Linked DNA regions of Sus scrofa: region 1 is linked to region 2. A link is a contact called in public Hi-C data. All regions are on one chromosome and are shown on one strand. Each heading gives the region's core, a stretch centred on a gene start, on an enhancer-like site or on the middle of the called end of the contact. The rest is flanking DNA. Distances are from core to core; before and after follow the strand shown. Region 1 overlaps NFIA (nuclear factor 1 A-type). Region 2 overlaps NFIA (nuclear factor 1 A-type).

The links. Hi-C and Micro-C count contacts between places; a contact is called where the count stands out from the background.
Region 1: a Hi-C map of liver shows a contact between it and region 2, with 3 times the contacts expected there. The contact joins two enhancer-like sites. A contact is called at or near these places in 4 of 47 Hi-C or Micro-C datasets (liver and skeletal muscle) and 2 of 2 datasets of contacts at active chromatin or transcription factors (alveolar macrophages and skeletal muscle).

Annotation. Positions count from the first base shown.
Region 1 is chr6:151,080,630-151,084,742 of Sscrofa11.1, reverse strand. The region is part of intron 2 of NFIA (nuclear factor 1 A-type); the gene reads left to right. Among named protein-coding and RNA genes, the nearest start is that of NFIA, 150 kb to the left of the region's middle. Within about 2 kb of position 1,547, at least 6 of the 83 cell types and tissues checked have an H3K27ac peak or open chromatin away from gene starts, as enhancers often do. A contact at or near this core is called in alveolar macrophages and liver, where this site is marked.
Region 2 is chr6:150,961,262-150,965,603 of Sscrofa11.1, reverse strand. All of the region lies in intron 4 of NFIA (nuclear factor 1 A-type), which reads left to right. Among named protein-coding and RNA genes, the nearest start is that of NFIA, 270 kb to the left of the region's middle. Within about 2 kb of position 1,898, at least 48 of the 83 cell types and tissues checked have an H3K27ac peak or open chromatin away from gene starts, as enhancers often do. A contact at or near this core is called in alveolar macrophages and liver, where this site is marked.

The DNA.
Region 1 (4,113 bases), core at 298-2,797, 120 kb before region 2:
ACACTCATAGTGATATTTGGCATAATTAAACCTGTGATAGTAACTTCCTGGTTCATTTTCCATTCACTCCATTAGAGAGTTTGGGCCTTTATGGAGCACCACTGTATGCAGTTCATGGGGATATATAGTTCACATTTCTGGAAGGGCTGTGAGGTTTGAGTTATAATCCAGTGCTGTCATCGTATAATCTTTTCCTGGAAGGTGCATCTACATAACTTCCATAATTTTTAACTTCTTGGGTTTCCTAATACAGTACTGTGGGCTCTAGTTCTTGCCTTCCACCTCCATAACCCCTAAATTGTATATATACATATGAAAAATATTGAGATAAGTTTAGGACTTTCAAAGAAAGGCACCTACTTCTTGTTCTGGTGGCAGGTGGATGGAGTGTCACGGTGGAACATAAATGATGTTCCAGTTGGCTCCTGAAACTTGAAAAAGTTTCACTGTTTCAGCTGAAATGAATCGTCAGCTCAGTTTTTTTAAAAAAGATCAATTCAACAAGACAGGACTGATTGCTCAGGCAACTTAATTGCCTCTGAGACAAATGTTTAGAATAATTAATCACGTCTGATCTTTGGTATGGGTGTGTAGCCGTAATCTTTACTGTCTTATTTTGTTTAACTGTCTGTGTATATGTTCTCTAGGAAGGAGGCTGATTAAACTTTGAAATAGCTTGAGTCTATTGTCTGAACTATATTAATGTACATAATTATGCCTGGAAGATAAATTATAGCTAATTATAAAGTTTGTGTCTAGGACAGGTGATCTACACATTTTTTTCTTTTTAGCTTTTCTTTAGCTGTGTTTTAGGAGCTATTCAGGAGTATAAGTTTAGGTTCATAATCTGTGGCAGAGCTAAAGTCAGGGAGGGGTGGTCCCGCAGGACCTAAGTTGTCTCTTGTTGGGAAAAGCTCGAGATTGGGAAATAGAACTTTGGAGACATAGGTCAAAGGAGGATATGAAATATTTGCCCCACAACCCCATACATGCTTAACCTTTATTTTGGAGAGGAAAGGTTACTCACACTTACTGAATTAGAATTAGAATAAACCTGATTCTAGTGGTTTATAAACTCTTATATGTAACAGAATAATGGCTTAAGATCTGCCATTGTATTCAGTCTGAGCTCTTCTGCTTACGAACTTTGGAACTTCAGCATGCTGTTTGTTTATCCATTAGCCTCAATTTATTCACCTCTATAAAGGGTAGTGACAGTGCCTTATTGTGGTATTGTTATTATTTATTTATTTTTGTCTTTTTTTTTTTTTTTTTGTCTTTTTAGGGCCTCACCTGTGGCATATGGAGGTTCCCAGGCTAGGAGTTGAATCAGGGCTGCAGCTGCCAGCCTACGCCAGAACCACAGCAACGCAGGATCTGAGCTGAGTCTGTGACCTACACCACAGCTCACGGCAACACCAGATCCTTAATGCACTGAGCAAGGTCATGGATGGAACCCGAAACCTCATGCTTCCTAGTCAGATTCGTTTCTGCTGCGCCACGACGGGAACTCTGTATTGTGGTATTGTTCTTACAGAGAAATGAGGTCACGCTGGGGTTCCCTGGTGGCTCCATGGAGAAAGGATCTGGTGTAATCACTGCTGCAGCACAGGTTCCATCCCTGGAGTACCCCCACCCCCCAAAAAAGAAAGAAGGTAATGTGAGAAAGTGTCTAACAGTCCCTGGCATATATGGAAGATAATAAATGCTAGTTTCCTTCTTGTTCAGCTAAAGCTTAAGGAGGAAAGCTGGTGGAGATGTTTATGTATTTCATTACTTCAGTAACATTTGCTAAATCTATTTACCTCATTGTTGCTGGGTAGTTAAGACAGAGCAACACATATCAAAATATGCAGAGACATATTTTATAATTGAGCTACCACTCCTTTTTTTGTAATGCATTGTGGATTCTTACTTTACCTCTGTGTCTCTCAAAATCTCATGATTTTAAAATGTGTATTTTAAGCTGTTCTGGGTGTATTATGATTGAAATGGGGGTTCTTCAATTCCATCTATGGACTGTCTTTGGACTATCTGAGAATCTGCTGAATTGGCAAAGTGGTGTATGTTTGTGAATAGATATATATTTTCTTGGGAAGAGGAGGTGTGGCTTTTCATCATTTCTAAAAGCGTTAGGGGACCCTACAAGTTTAATGTTAATCTAAATGATGACTTTCTTATGCTTTTTGGTCAAAAGATATAAATGTTGGTATTGATACCTGTTGAAGATTTATTGTGTGCTGGACTTGGTATATGTTTTATTTCAGTGAAACCGGGGCCTTTATGATCTTCAAGTCCATAGAGACATTTTTAGAACACTTTCCAGGCACAGTTTGCCCTAATTTGGTAGAAGACCAAAACGAGGGATGGACGGTTCCTTCCACTGTCCAGTTTAACCACAGCTTTCACCCAAATGTAGATAGTGTGATTCATTAATAGTATTGTGTTTCTATACCATGCATTAAAGGCATTAAAGATTTTTTAAAGCATTAAAATGTGTGATGTTAAGATGATCATTTCATGAATCATGGGATAAGCTATGGAAGATTCAGATTGGTTAAAAGACCCACATCCCAGCAACCCATTTGCCTTGAAGCGTCCCTGTTACAGCTGAGAAAATTAGGAATAACACATATTGTCAACTAGCTGGACACTGGCCAGTTTGAGGAAGGCTCCAGTACAGAGTCTAAGCAAATTGTTTGTTGTGGAATTGACCCATCATGATAGGTACATAGCTTGAAATCATCGAAACTTGTGAGTTGGAGGTAAGGTTGTATTTGCCTTGATTAGAATTGTCCAGCCTTACAAGACGTCACCTGAAGTAGCCCTTTTGTACCTGGGGTTTGTCCATGTCTGTTGTGTTTTAATCATTGTTACTAATACAGTCATGACACCACTGGAAAGTCAGTTTTAGTGGTGTTTGCCGTCTCAGCCATTTTGCTCTGAGCACAGTTCCTATGCCTGGTTATGCAACTCTTAGGGTTCCTGTAGACGTGCCCTCCAGCTTCATTCGTTCACTTTATCCATCCAGTGTATAAGTATTGAACAACTACTATGTGCAAGATCTTCTGGGTTCCAAGTATTATTTCATTGCTTTTCAGAGTACACATCTGGGTATCGTTTTGGAGAATTATTAGTGTGTCTTATCCAGGGGAACAGATGAGAGAGAACAGGGAAATTCAGTAATTGTGTCAGTGTTCAAGCATCAAAAATGATGAATATCAAATAGAAATACCCATCTGGGCTCTTCTTTTTCCTGACCCCATGATCCTCTACAGTTTTACATCAAACATGTGTTGCAAAAATGTTTGTAACAGAATTGCTGTTTTTTAAAACCATCTTTAGAAGATTTCTCAAAGGATTTTGAATTTTTAGGGGATTAAGAAGGATTTTGCTTCATTTGGGGTAGAAATTTGGTGTCTCCATTGAAACTTGTAAACCAAACCAGAGAGCTTTGGATTCTCATTCATTTAGAATGTCCGAGGACATAAAAAGTGAAACAGGCCACTTTTTTCCTAATTCTGCATATTCATTACATTTTGTTTGTTTTAAGTTTCTACCGAATATGACTGATTTTGCTTGCTTCTTATGAACTCTGTTACAAATAAGGTCCTTAGGAAACCATTGAGGAAGGAGTAAACGCGAGCCTAATAATAAACTTTTCAACTAGGAGTGTTAACTAAATTGTGTATCCTTGGGCAAAGTTGCTTAATCTTCCAGGCTCTTGGTCTCCTTCTTGACAGTTTTTAAATTTTAAGGAGTTATCCTTCTACCTAATTTGATAAGAGAATTTCATGGTAATTGTCTAATAGCAGTCTGTATCTACTTTCTCTCTGAACTCTCTTCCTTATGGCATTTGGGAGTTTAGCAGAATTTAACAAGTAGTAATTAGCACTACCACACAAAAAATTTGCTAACACTTCTAAAATTCATTTATTATTAGGATTGAATTTCATAGACGTGATTTAAAATGCCTAGAGCCCAGTGCTTTGTGTCATATCTTAAAAAAAAAATAACAAAAGCTTACTTCTGCTTATCACTAAAGGATTTACCTGCCATCACCATAATTTGCATTATACATCTGAGTAAAAAGAAGAAGATAATATTACCTAG
Region 2 (4,342 bases), core at 649-3,148:
CTAGCCATCTTCCCACCCTCCCAACCCATGATCTTTCTCTAATTTAGCCTCTTACCGGGATGTTTCTAAGGGTCTCAATGTCATAGAGTTTCTTCCACTTCGTCACAGATTTCTCCTTAACTTCCTCTTAACCTATGCCAGTTCCACCCACTTCCCCCCAGTCACACCGACCTGACCACATACACGGCCCGGAAATTTCACACTAAAGGTGGCCTTAGCTTGAAAATCCTCCCTCTTTCTGGATCTTTCCAATTCAGTTTTTAAATTTGCGAATGTAAATATTGACTTTCCCCAGGTTTCCAGTTAGTTTCTGTTTTTAGTTTTCCTCCTTTTAACTTTAATAGAGGAGGGAGATGCTATTTCGGTATTTCCTCATGAGGATTTACTGAAATAACTATGTGCTAAGTTTGTTGTTTATAATCGTGTTACTAAAGGGTGGCAGTGGCAGAGAAACTCAAGAGAAAGCTGCCGGCTTAGCCTCACACGTTGAGACGTGAGGGTCAAGCGACAAGGTGGCCTGACATTAAATGATCCTGCTCGGATGCGCGGGGGCTGTGGGAAATCAGGGGCTCCTGCTGCCGGCTCCCACCACTTGTTCCCCTCTCACCCTTGCCTCCTGCCTAGCCACCTTTTAATTTTTTGCATCATCCAGAGTCGATGAAAGGCAAGAAAGGAGAGTTCTGTTTCACTTAGCAGCAAAGAGAATACTGTACAGCATAAAAGCAAACATATTCATTCTCCTCCTACCTTTTCCCGCATGTGCTAGGACCATCTGAAAATAGTTCTGGTTATTTATCACTTTGTGCCGGGGGAGGCAGGGCGAAATGCAGACCACGAGACACCGCGCCAGAGAGAAAGAGAGACGTCTCTGCTCTGGGGGAGGGGGTTTACAAGTGCTAACAATGAAGTTCAGAATCGCTAAAGTTGTTTTAGCATAATACTCTGGGGAAAGAGACAGGAACCATCTGTTGAAATGGCTCTTACATGATGCTGCATTTTCAAACAAAGCCTTCTAGAAGCATTTTCAGATGGGTCTCTTTCCTATGAAGTTGCTGCAAAGAGAGCCCACTCTACTGGCTGCTACATGACGCCGCTTAGCTAGCTCTCTGTCAGCCCCCACGCTTGTTTATTTTGTACCAGTGTTTTCCTCGGAGTGTGTGCTTTGAGGCTGTCAAATATCCTTCCTGGGAGAAACCCAGAAAATCCTTCTGAAAAAAATCCAGTACTTCTGCCCATTTCCTTCTAAAGTGCTGACTCTTTGACTTGAAGTTGGTGGAGTGACTCCGAAACCTTAAATACTTCACTGGGAAAGAGGAAAACCGCAAATACACACAGGCCATTGTGACTCTGGCCTGGCGGGTTCTAATTTTCTGGCAGTGGTTTGTACCCCCAAGTCGGCTGCAAGGGTTAAGTAAACTTCGTGGCTGGGGATGACTTCATGGCCCTGGAATTTTGAAAAGCCAGGGTTCTCAGTACGCTGTGGCCAGCCTTAGAGTCTTTGGGTGTGAAAAGCACTCTCAGTTACCCAGACTGATTTTGGGTTCCTGTTGCAGTGCTGCAGAATCTATTAAAATCCAGCAGCTGAATTGTCCTGGCTCTGCCACAAAGCTAAGCTGCTGGGTGGCTACAGGATTCCCGAGCTGTTTGTCAATGGAGAGTGGGAGTGAATGGAGCCAGGCGTATGCCTCAGCCTGGCATGAGGTGGCACCCTAGTGGCTGTTTTCTGCCTTAGAAACGTGCGCTCTGTGTTCTCACACGGGAATCCCAAGATCTCAATCGTAGTTCATTTTTAAAGTTTTCTTTTAAGGCTCTAGGTCCTTTGCGTGTCTTTGGGGACACATTTCCACACCCTAGGGTTTTCTGGCCACCAGTTTAGCAGGGGCTGTTGGCAATATTCTAACCTGCCTGGATGGAGCTTCTACAACAGTTAACTCGGCTCCAAGGTACAATAAGGAAATGAAGCCCTTTGACAGAACAAGCCCAAACTTGAAAATTACAAAATGTTCTTGCAAAGACGGACTCAAAGGAAATTGGTGTAGGATAAGAGATTCTGGATGTCCCAGTCCTTTGGGATGCCATTTAAAGATGTGCAGGATTTTAGGTCTTTGCTAAAGTAGAGCAGATTTGAAACTTTCTTTTCTAAACAAGTGGCCCATTGGTTCACCTCTGATCATGGCCTGGAAATTATTTTTTAAACTAAGGCTGTATTCTTATGCAACCTCTTCTTTCTAAAAGAAACCACTTGGGCTTGAGCATTAAAGGAAGAAACAAAAAGATTATAATAAAAAATAGACTGCAGCCCTAGCATGAACAGTGGCTGTGACCTTGCCTTTTGTTTGCCATTACACAATTCAATGGCAGTCCACTCCAACTATGCTCTCGATCAATATCCTATTAAAGCAGCACAAAAAGTCTCCATAAACTTAGTGGTTAGCTATGTTTATAAATGGAACTCGGCATAATTAGATGGTCAATAGCAGGCTCTACTAGTAATTTTAAAATGAGCATCACACATTTTCTATCTGTAGAAGTCAATGGCACCTATTCCAGAGTAAGGCTTTGGTGTGAAGCAGACAAAAGAGTAGGAATCTCTTTTAAAAATCATAATGCCGATCTCTAAAATGCAGTTTTTCCAGAAAATCTGTTAGTTTATGGAATAGAAAATACTGACGGGCCCTATATATTTTTTCATTTTGCCTAAGCCACCTTATTCTAAATATATGATGACATTGCAAGTGTTTTTATTTTCTAGTTTTAATCAACCCCTCATAGATAAAATAATAAATATTGCCATACTCGTAGGAAGAAAAATATCAGTCTGGCCAGCTTAATTTAGTGGGTTTCCTCTACTATAATTCAATAAATTTTCAAAATAAATACTGAAATTGAATTAGTTCAGAAGGATGTTTTGTTATATAATTTTCTTCTTTTAATTTTCTTTGACATATTTGGGGTGAATATTTGGACAGCAAAGCTGGCAACAAATAGAATGAACTGGCAGTGATAGAAATTTTTGTCAAATGACTCCCTTCTGAATCCCAGCTCACAGTATGTGTGGCCAAACATGGGTTTTTTTTTTTTTTTTCTTTTTTATTTGTCCTACTCTCCTCACCCACTAGAGAAAGAATCACATAAAGTAAAAGGTGTCCCTCCCTTTCCTACGAATTGAAATGTGCATATATACCGTGTTTGGCGTATGTCCTGGCAGTGGTATGACCACCGTGTCGGCTAAAATTAGAGCCACAGTAAGCACAAGCTTCACATTAGCAGACCCATCAGTCAGTGCTAAATGCATGAAGTCCCATCCTTTATTTTTTTAATTTATAGTTGGTTTGCAGTATGTCAATTTCTGCTGTACAGCAAAGTGACTCAGTTTCATATATATATATAATATGTAATATATATATATACACACACACACACACATATATACACTTTTTAATCGTCTTTTCCATCATGGTCTTTCCCAGGAGATTGGATATAGTTCCCTGTGCTGTACAGTAGGACCCTGTTGTCTCGCCAATCTAAATGTAATTGTTTGCATCTACTCACCCCAAACCCCTTTCTGTTGTACTCGTACACCTACAGCCTTCCTGGTTAGAGTTAGCAGTGAGTTTTCATGGCAAGATTTAGAGGACCTCTTGTTTTCTTTCCTTAGCTAAAGCTCCTGCTAAATTTACTTCTTTATCATAAAGATTTGATTCCAGGAGGAGCAAAACACCTAACACCTTGATGTACATGCCCTTTTGTTATCATGATCTCTTTTCATATATTCATCTGTTTTTAATCTTTTCTAGGTAATTCTTTCTATGTATAATATATAATACCTACATGCAAGATGGCATCATGGTATCATAAAATAGTCCAGGATAATAGAGCTGGGCATCTGCTCTGCCAGGTGACTTTGGGAAAGGTTTACCCCCTGCCCAGCTTCGTTTTCCTTATAGGTACCCATCATTTATTTAGTCAGCAAAGATTTCTTTTTATTTCTTTCTTTCTTTATTTTTTATTTTATTTTCCCACTGTATAGCAAGGGGATCAAGTTATCCTTACATGTATACATTACATTTACATTTTTCTCCCCCCACCCTTTGTTCTGTTGCAATCTGAGTATCTAGACATAGTTCTCAGTGCTACTCAGCAGGATCTCCTTGTAAATCTATTCTAAGTTGTGTCTGATAACCCCAACCTCCCGATCCCTCCCACTCCCTCCCCCTCCCATCAGGCAGCCACAAGTCTCTTCTCCAAGTCCATGATTTTCTTTTCTGTGGAGAGGTTCATTTGTGCTGGATATTAGATTCCAGTTATAGGTGATAGCATATGGTATTTGTCTTTGTCTTTC